2 separate regions of the Oryctolagus cuniculus genome follow, and region 1 is linked to region 2. The links are chromatin contacts, called in public Hi-C maps. All regions are on one chromosome and are shown on one strand. The core of a region is the stretch at or near the end of the contact, and the rest is flanking DNA. Distances in the headings are between cores, read along the strand shown. Region 1 overlaps EML6 (EMAP like 6). Region 2 has its middle 56 kb from the start of CLHC1.

Evidence for each region. A called contact is a pair of places that touch in the nucleus more often than the background predicts.
Region 1: a contact with region 2 is called in a Hi-C map of an unstated tissue, with 4 times the contacts expected there. The contact joins two enhancer-like sites. A contact is called at or near these places in 3 of 6 Hi-C or Micro-C datasets (ear pinna, psoas muscle and an unstated tissue).

The regions. Positions count from the first base shown.
Region 1 is chr2:147,666,013-147,670,899 of mOryCun1.1, forward strand. EML6 (EMAP like 6) reads right to left here. Exons shown (of 44, transcript XR_011386640.1): 22 at 4,156-4,308; 23 at 3,858-3,989. Among named protein-coding and RNA genes, the nearest start is that of RTN4, 140 kb to the left of the region's middle. Within about 2 kb of position 3,164, at least 1 of the 8 cell types and tissues checked has an H3K27ac peak or open chromatin away from gene starts, as enhancers often do.
Region 2 is chr2:147,416,184-147,420,835 of mOryCun1.1, forward strand. No RefSeq gene overlaps it. Among named protein-coding and RNA genes, the nearest start is that of CLHC1, 56 kb to the left of the region's middle. Within about 2 kb of position 2,943, at least 1 of the 8 cell types and tissues checked has an H3K27ac peak or open chromatin away from gene starts, as enhancers often do.

The DNA.
Region 1 (4,887 bases), core at 1,914-4,413, 250 kb after region 2:
TTCCAGTCCAGCTCTCTGCTTTGGCCTGGGAAAAGCAGTGGAGGATAGTGGAGGATGGCACAACATCTTACAGCTACAGTTTACAGTCCACAGAGCGATCCACGTGCATGATACTGGCTGTACACGGTTTACGAGTTGGAGTAATTCCAAAATTTCTACTAAACGTACCAAACAGGCCATCTGCTGTGAAAATGGGAATGGAGGTCCTAGCAGTTCACTGATCCAGGATCGCACAGTCCCGATGTTTCTAGAATTGAACTTTTAGCATCTAGAAAACATCCTCCTATGACTCCCCACCCCGTGTGTGTGTGTGTGTGTGTGTGTGTGTGTGTAGCCTTCACGTGGAGGTAGCTGATGAGCCTGCAAAAGCCTGATGCGCTTTTCAATTCCTGGGCCTGCGTTGCCATGGACACAAGAGGCTGCGGCTGCGCAGTCCCTGGCGCTGACAGCCAGCTGGCTCTGGCGAATGCTTTCACTATTCCCTACAAGATCAGAGGCCCGCGAGAGATCCCTGCTTCTCAGCTCTGCTCTCTGCCCTTGCTAGGCCCGCAGGCTCCCTCTCTGGAAGCAATGGGGCTGCTCTGCAGGCAGCGTGGCACCTGCTGGAGACCAGGCGTGCAGGAACGGGAATAGCATGGCGACACCTGGCTGGCGCTAATGCGACTGGAGAGGAACCAGGGAGGATCTGTAGGCACACTTGCTGTTATTCTCCAGATTGGGCTCATTCCTCTTTAAAAAGCCCAAGTATTCTAGTTTACTCTCAAACCACAGAAACCCTTCGGTCTTACCCCTCTTCTGATTGACAAGAGGCAAGATTGTTCTTCAAAGACCTCGGCTCTTCCTTACCCCACAAGGCTGGCCCAGGGCAGAGTGGGGGAATGGCAAGGTTTGAGTCTCACCCCATGGAGGGATAGCTCCACATTGGACGACTTCACAGAGACACCTGCCTAGGCTCTCATGCAACCCAGCAATCCAGGACAAGATCCTAGGCTTTCCAAGTGAGACTGATTCCGCTTCACATCTTTATCATGGACACGGGGCCTAAACTCCTGAATGATGATGATGATGGTGGTGGGCAGCACAGGTTAAGCCACAGTCTCCAGTACTGGCTTCCCATATGGGTGCCTATTCAAATCCCGGCTGCTCTGCTTCTGATCCAGCTCCCTGTCAATGCACCTGGGAAAGCAGCGGAAAACAGCCCAAGTCGTTGGGCTCCTGCACCCACATGTGAGACCTAGATGAAGCTCGTGTTTTTGGCTTGGCCCAGCCTCGGCCATTGCAGCCACTTGAGGAGTAAACCATCAGATGCAAGCAGTAGCACCTGGGCCTCTATACCCACGTGGAAGAAGCTCCTGGCTTTGGACTGGTCCAGCTCCAGCCATTGAGGCCAACTGGGGAGTGAACCAGTGGATCGAAGACCTCTCTCTGTCTCTCTTTCTCTGACTCTAACTCTACCTCTCAAATAAATAAACAAAATCTTAAAAGAAAAGCCAGGTACAAAAATGACAAGCACTGTAGGATTGTTTCCTATGAGGCGTACCCAGAGTAGTGCTTTAGAGACAGAGCAGAATGGTGGTTTATAGGACTGAGGGACTGGGAGTTACGAAATAACAACTGGGTACAAGTTTTCAGTTCTACAAGATGAAAAGAATTCTGGACATGGATGGTGGTGGTGGTTGCTTACCAGTGCAAATGTGCACAAGCCCACTGAACTTACACTGCAAGATGGTGAATTTTATTATGTATATTTTACTACAATTAAAAATGATTTTTAAAAATCTTCCCAAAGGAAACTTTCTTACATCCCACTTGCTTTTGCCCTTCATTCCCTAATAGAAGCCATAACATGAGGGGGTATTAACTACTTAATAGTCATAGTGTTGGAGTTTCAGATACTGTGCCATGTACTGTGTGTATGTATGTTGTTGGTTCCACATAAGACTCCCCATAATTCATTCCACCCAGTAAGAGAATAAATTCAAACTGGTTGTGTGTTTATGTTTTTAAACAACAAACCAGAAAGTATCAAAGAAGGAGTTTGAGAAGCAGCTGCTTCTATCCACGCCACCCCTGCCCTGCCCCTGCCATGGCCTCCCCAGTTTCTAGGCATGCTCTAGTGGCCACAGCCCTGCCTGATCTCAAATGCCAACTTCAACTGGTGTGACCCTGACATGAAAACCAGAGGGACTTGACCTGGCTTCCCTGGCTCCTGTTGGGACCTGTACTTATAATAAATTGCATGCTTCTCCCCTACCATTTATTCCTTTCAGCAAAACCTCTGCAGGTTGTAAAGCTCAAATACAACCCAGATTCCAGGCTGGCACGCACAGCTGTAACTAAAAACCCACCTGGTGGAAGGACTGCCAAGCCCTAGTTTGTGGCCAATGCTTCGAAAAATACTTGAAATAAAAGTTCTGGCATCTTGGGGTGGGCGCCTGTGGCACAGTGGGTAAAGCTGCTGCCTGCAATGCCGGCATCCCATACGGGCACCAGTTCGAGTCCCAGTTGCTCCACCTCTGACCCAGCTCTCTGCCATGGCCTGGGAAAGCAGCAGAAGATGGCCCAAGTTCTTGGGCCCCCGCACCCGCATGGGAGACCCAGAAGAAGCTCTTGGCTTTGGATCGACCAGCTTTGGCTGTTGCGGCCATTTGGGGAGTGAATCAGCGGATGGAAGATCTCTTTCTGCCTCTGTAACTCTGGAAAAATGTTCTGGAGTCTGAGCTAACCTCATGGGGCCCTCACCATCTTTCTCTGGCCCACCCCAAGACAGAGGATATGTCACACTGTAGACTCCTTAGAGCTACCCAGGGCCTCACCCACCCAGCACGTCACACACCCCTTCCCCCACCTCAGTACTGCCCATGGCTCAATCTCCCCATCCTTCCCATCTCCACAGCTTCCCACACAGGCCTGCTGTGGCCCAGAATGCTCTTCCTTGCTGGCTGGTGAACTCCCACCCACCTCTCCAGGTTCATCTGAAAGGTCACTCCCATGAGAGCCCAGGGATTCCCCTGGGGCTCTGTCCTCAGAGCTCAGGCTGGCCTTGGTGCTCCTCTACCACTGTGGACTGTGGGGATCTGTCCATTCCTAGGTGCTGGCTTCAGACACTTCACGTGGTCCAAGCCTCCAGGACAGGATTTCAGAGTGACCCGCCCTTCAGCACTGACGTCCCCTCTGGGTACTACATGCTGGCCCAGCCCCAGCCACCTCTTCCCAGCTGACTCACCCACTCTTCTCCAACAGCTTACCCAGCTTCTGCTCCTGTATTGTGTAAGCGCAAGCGTGTCGTCCTCACTCAGCTGTGTACTCGACAGACAGGGAGAACCACCTCTAACTCCCTGACCCTCCATGATTTAAGCGTATGACTACACGCGGCAGAGACTCAGCTTGTTAAAAACAGACACATCCTTACAATGTTTCTGGCATGACTTGGAGGAGGTGTAGCGGTGAAACTTGAGGCAAGCTGCATGTAGCTTTGTATTTCAGCTGGAGGATGAAAACTGCCTGGCACGTTTTGGTCAATCCCCCAGCAGGTGGAGCTTTGGTTGGAAAAGGGAAAGCCATCAGGCAGAGACCTAGAATAAGGACATGCGTGACCAACCCAAAGGTGAGGCAAGGGCGTGCTAGGATGGCCGAAGGCGTTGCGTCTTTCAACTCAGTGGCTTGAACTGATCATGCTAAAAACAGTAATGATTAAGAGACGGAAACACACAAGGGTAGTGGCAGCGACCTGTGTGCTGTAAAATCACAACTGTTTCTATTGTTGTGGGTTCCACTGTCACGCTCTGGGAAGCAGTACATGAATGGACATCGATTATGTTTCAAACGGAAATCATAGTTTGAAAGCCACACGTTACCTCTGCAGTCCCAGTCGATATGTGTAATGTAACTAGAAGCACCTTTGCAGATGCCGACCCTTTTGCTTGTAAGTACGTTGTAGATATCCACGAAGTTATCATGGGATGCCACAGCAAGGTATTTTCCTGTATCTATAAAGAGAAATGCGCAGTTAACACCAAACCATCTCATGTGGGAATTAACTTCCAGAAACTTACTCTTTGCCAAGCAGGGTAAAGAAAACATTTGAGTCCATTCTTCCATTATTTTTCTGTCCCAAGACTGTGGTATTTTTAAAAGTATCTACGTCACCTTTACCTTTTGAGAATTTGATGTCAGAGATCATTTCTTTTCTGTGATGGAAGGAGACCATGTCTTCCACAGTGTCGGCATTCACCACCAGGAAACTCCCATCGTTCAGGCCAACGGCTAAGGCTTTCCCATCAGGGGAGAAGGCACAGCATCTACCACCTACAAGGGAACCCACAGAGGCCACTGCGGTTACCCAGCACTTCACTTCTGAACAAACCAGAGGCAGAGATGGAGAAATCTGCACAGGTGCACTATGCATGGACATGGGACTAGGTCAAAGCCGGGAGCCTGGAACTGCATCTAGTACCTCAGGTGGGTGGCCGGGACCCAAGCACTTAGTCATCTTCTGCTGCTTTTCAGGCATATTAGCAGGGAGGTTGATTGGAAGTGCAGCAGCCTGGACTAAAACTAGTGCTCATATGGGATGGTGGTGTCACAGGTCCCAGGATTAGGTCTTTAACACTCAAGAGAACCAAAACTTCAAAACGTAAAACATCCCTTCTCCCCAAATCCAAGGACAACAACAACATAAAAAATATACTTTCAATTTCTTTAAGTCTATCCATTCATTGTTTAGTAACTGAACACCTTCCAAAAGGCAAATGGGGTGAATGGGAGAAAGGAGTAGGGGAGTGTGGGGAGCAACTCGGACTAGACTAAGTTACTGGAATTAAGACTTATTCTATGCATCTGCTCTCCCACAATATGGCGCTGAGAAGGGAGTAACAACTTCTACGC
Region 2 (4,652 bases), core at 1,693-4,192:
TTATTTGAGAAGCAGAGAGACAAGAGTGCCAGGCCACTGGTTTACTCCTTGAATGTCTGCAGCAAGCCAGGAGCTGGGGACTCTATCTGACTCTCCCACATGGGTGGAAGGAACCCAACTGCCTGAACCTCCTAGGATACGCATTAGCTGGAGTCAGGGATTAGAGCTAGGTATCTGATGATAGAACAAAGGTATCTTAACTACTAGATTAAATGCCCAACTTTTTTGTTTTTAACTTTTTGCATTTCATAATCTCATAAATGTCTTTCATTCCTTCTGGGGAAAAAAACAGCATTTGACCAAAATAAAACCATGTAGCACTACTGAACATACAGAGTTATCAATTAGTAGATATAATTGGTTGTGTCCTTTTTTCTTTTCTTTTTATTTATTTGAAAGGCAGAGAACCAGACAGACAGACAGCTTTTCTACCTGCTAGTTCAATCCCTAAATACCTGCAGCAGCCAGGGCTGGGCTAGGCCAAAGCCAGGATCCTGGATCTCCATCCTGGTCTCCCAAAGGACAGCATAGACCCTAGAACTTAATCCTTTACCTATTGCTTCTCGGGATGCACATTAGTAGGAAGCTGAAATCAGAACAGAGACAGTACTTGAAGCCCAGCACTCCTGTATGGAATGCAGGTAAGCCACGTCTTACCTGCTGAGCCAAATGCCCACTGCTATTATGTTCCGAATTAAAAAAAATATATTCAAGGTTCTGGCATTGTATGAGTGCCAGTTGAAGTCCCAGCTGCTCCACTTTCCATCTAGCTCCCTGCTAATGCTCCTAGGAAGGCAGCAGAAGATGGCCCAAGTGCTTGGACCTCTGCCACCCACATAGGAGACCCAGATGGAGTTCCAGGCTCCTAGCTTTGGCCTGGCCCAGCCCAACCACTATGGCCATTTAGAGAGTGACCCAATGGATGGAAGATTTCTCTTTCTCTCTGTGTGTATCTTTTCCTCTCTCTCTGTAATAATTCTGTCTTTCCAATACATAAATAAGTTTTAATATATATATTCACTATATAGTGAAGATACTATTATTCATGGAATATTGTCTTTTTTTCATCAGCTATCTCTAGGCACTCTCTCTATCTTGGGAATCTGTATTCACTCCTTGATGTTCTTTTCTTAGACTCCAAACAAAAGGTCACTCAGAAGTACGTGTAGAGGTCAGGGACTACTGTAAATGAGTGGAATGGATCACATTTAGATACAGGGGGATCTGAGGACTTTAAACAGTGGCAATTTTGGCAAGTGCCAACAGTTTTTATAAAGTTGGACTATAGATTTGTGTTATCCTCTCAGAAGATGGAAATGTAGATTTGATGTGAGCAGTCCTGACTTTCATAGTACTTTGTGGGCCAAATAGACTGTATCTACAGAGCAAATTTAACCTGTAGGCCATCAATTTGATATCTTGGTCCTAAACTCAGGAGGCCAAGTTTAATTTCTTGTTTCCATCAATTTTAAATGAAGCCTTTTTTTTTAGTGGATAAAAGAAGTAAAGAATTATCATGCTTTCTCATGCAATTATCATGCTTTCTCAGAAAGAGCGACAGAGTGCCTCATCTATTGATATGCTGGTAACAAAAGGGACAATAGCTAGTATAGCTAATATGTGTATTGCCAGTCCAATATGGAGGTCATTGTAATTTCTAATGCAGAGAAACTCGAAAGGCAGCACAGATACAATCTCTGTGTAGAAAGATTCATGTAATTTTGACACCTTCTTCCACATTAAGAATTACTCTAGGTGATAGGCATGTGGTGATGTCAGTTAAGACTCCGCCTGGGACGCCTGCATCCCATATGAGAGTGCCTGGGTTTGAGTCCTGGCTCTGCTCCCTGTCCAGCTTCCTGCTAATGTGTACCCTGAGGCAGCAGGTTGTGGCTCAAGTGGTTGAGTCACTTGCACCCACATGGGAGATCCAGATTGAGTTACAGGCTTCTGCTTGGCCCAGACTCTGGTATCGCAGGCATTTGAAGAGTTAACTAGCAGGTGGAAGATCTCTGTCTCTCTGTCCTTCAAGTAAAATAAGTATTTTTAAAAGAATTAATCCATCAGTATTCTTCCCCAATGCTATTTCCATAAAGATGGGTAAGAAGCAGTGTAATGTTTTTCAAAAGAGTGCATTTTAAAGATTTCTCTACATGGGTCCTTATTTCTATCAGTTACCTTTCGGTGGGAACCCCATTGTGCTGTGGGGGGTTGCCATCATCACTCTGTTCTGCCTGCAGCGGTAGTCAGCACCAAGCATTTTCAGTCCTGCACAGAGTGCAGCCCCCTCTTTCAAGATCTCATGGGGATCAATGTGTTAAGGCGGCTAAGGAGAACCTATCTTTTTCATCCAAGGAGTAATTGCATGGGTTGTATTCTGTTACCTTGTTTTCTTGGGTTTGGTCAAAAAGGTAATATAGTAGCTTTAGTTGCATTTGGGCTTAACATAAAGTGCATGTCACCCTCTGTTATGCTTTGAATGTGTCCCCCAAAGTTCATGTGGTAGACGCTTGATCCCCCAGTTCAGCATACTGGGAGGTGTGGACTAACAGGAAATATTTGGATCCTGGAGCACTGCCCTCATGAATGGATTAATGCCGTTGCCCAGGGAGTGAATTTGTTGTCTCCGAGGTGGGCTGTTCGTCCACGGACACTTTCGGGCCCTTTCTTGCTCTGAGTCCTGCCGCCTTGTGATGCCGTCCACCGGTTATGCAGGAAGAAGGCCTCTGCCAGGTGCCGACACCTTGAGCTTGGACTTCTCAGCCTCTGGTACGGTGAGCCAGCACATTTGATTTTTTCTTAGTTATCATGCAGGAGGCATTCTGTTCTCGCTGCACAAAACAGACCAAGACACTCCAGCTCTTCGTTGTACATAGATGGAGATACCTAAAACAAAACCATCATTCGTTTTCTCCTGGAACTCTTCCCTCACAACTTACAAGCACACATTTTAAAAGCACAGACTCAGTATGAGAATGTACATTTTTGGAAGCAGCCTCCACCAGTGGGGCTGAATTATGCAAAATCTTGGCCAAGTTTCTTTAAGAGCTAGGCATTTATATGTTAATGGTTGTAGATGTTTGAACTGTAGGCTTTGACCAATTCCTTTGATTGATAAGCAAACAGGTTATAAATCAGTCTGAAAAATCTGCGTGGTATTCTTACTCAGCCTCCCTAAGTGAGCATGTTGATAAATTACTGAGCACTCAGAGACAGGCTGTGGTGATACTACGATGGTAACGAGGGGGACAAACGTCAGTGGGTCCCCAGTGGCCTTCCAGTCTGCAGAACGGAGGCAGGTCCTCATTCTGGCACCAGAATGACTTTGCTTGTCTTCCTGAGGGCACAGAACAGGGGACTGACTGTCAAGGTTGTTCCATCTAGTCTCTTGCTCAAGTGGTTCTCTCTAAAGATGGAGAAAACTCCTTTAGGCTGTTTGTATCTATAAATATTCTCTTATATGAAAGTTTCCTCTACCCTCTGAGAGTGCCTTTCCAGGTCTCACATAAACACGGTGGTCTTCAGTGCAGGAGATGGTCTCTTTGCGGACCATATCTGGAAGGAATGGGAGATTATGAGGAGTTCCTATCACCAGAAAAAGGCACATACATTAAGGTCAAATGATACATCAATCAGACATTAGTAAGATTATAGCAGCTTTTACTCTGTGACATGTAATTCATGAAAAATTGCTCATAAATGAACATTTTATAAGTGGAATTTTATAAATCATAATACCATTGAAGCAGTCAATTTGAAGAAATCTTTCTGGGAATGAATAACCCACTGCTAGTGTATCTGCCTGGTGAATGGTAGGATTGCCTAGTGCAAGGTATGCCCACGCATGCAGGGCAACAGCAGGCACCACAGATACTTGCTATATTCGTGTGTGCCTAAATGCTAGTGAGAGCAGTGGAGGTAGTTCTGAGACTGCACAGCAAGAAAACTATTATAAATTTTGAGCACGTATTAATAATGAAGACAGAAGAGTAGAAAGGTGCTCAGCTTTGGAATAAAACAAAAGCACAACCACAGTGCTGCCTTTGAGTGTATAAAGGCCCTCACAGTAAACATGAATCAGCTTTACTCTACATGAGCCAAAGAATTGAAGAACAGACGATTTCTGTCCGAGACAGTGATTTGCTGATGGAGGAGGTTATGAAATTTACTCATATCGGTTGAATAAGGCAATGTGGAGAAGATAAACTTGCTGCCATTCTCTGTTATAATTATGGTAGCTTCCTGGTGTTGAAAGAGGAGTCCGTACAAAAGATTCCTAAGATGTTCTTTTTATTAAGGCCCATGCAACATCCAAAATTACTTAATTCAACAACCGTTTCCTGATTACCTTCTAGATGGCAAATGAGACATCCTATATATCTTGTGGTTACTTGCTGAACAGGAAGTAAAAGTTAAACACAAATGATCGTTAATACAGTATGTTAAGAGGTAAAATGGAAGAATCATAACAGGACAAAGAATTTTCTTTGCTTGTATGCATTTACTAGGATGTAGTACCAATTTCACTCAGTAGATGGCAGAAGAGATGCCAGCAAGACAGCAACTTGAATTGTTTTTCTCGGGTCATTTTGTGGCTGGTCATAGTTTTGAATACGGCATTATAGATGTTAAGACTTGTGCAGCTCCAGGAC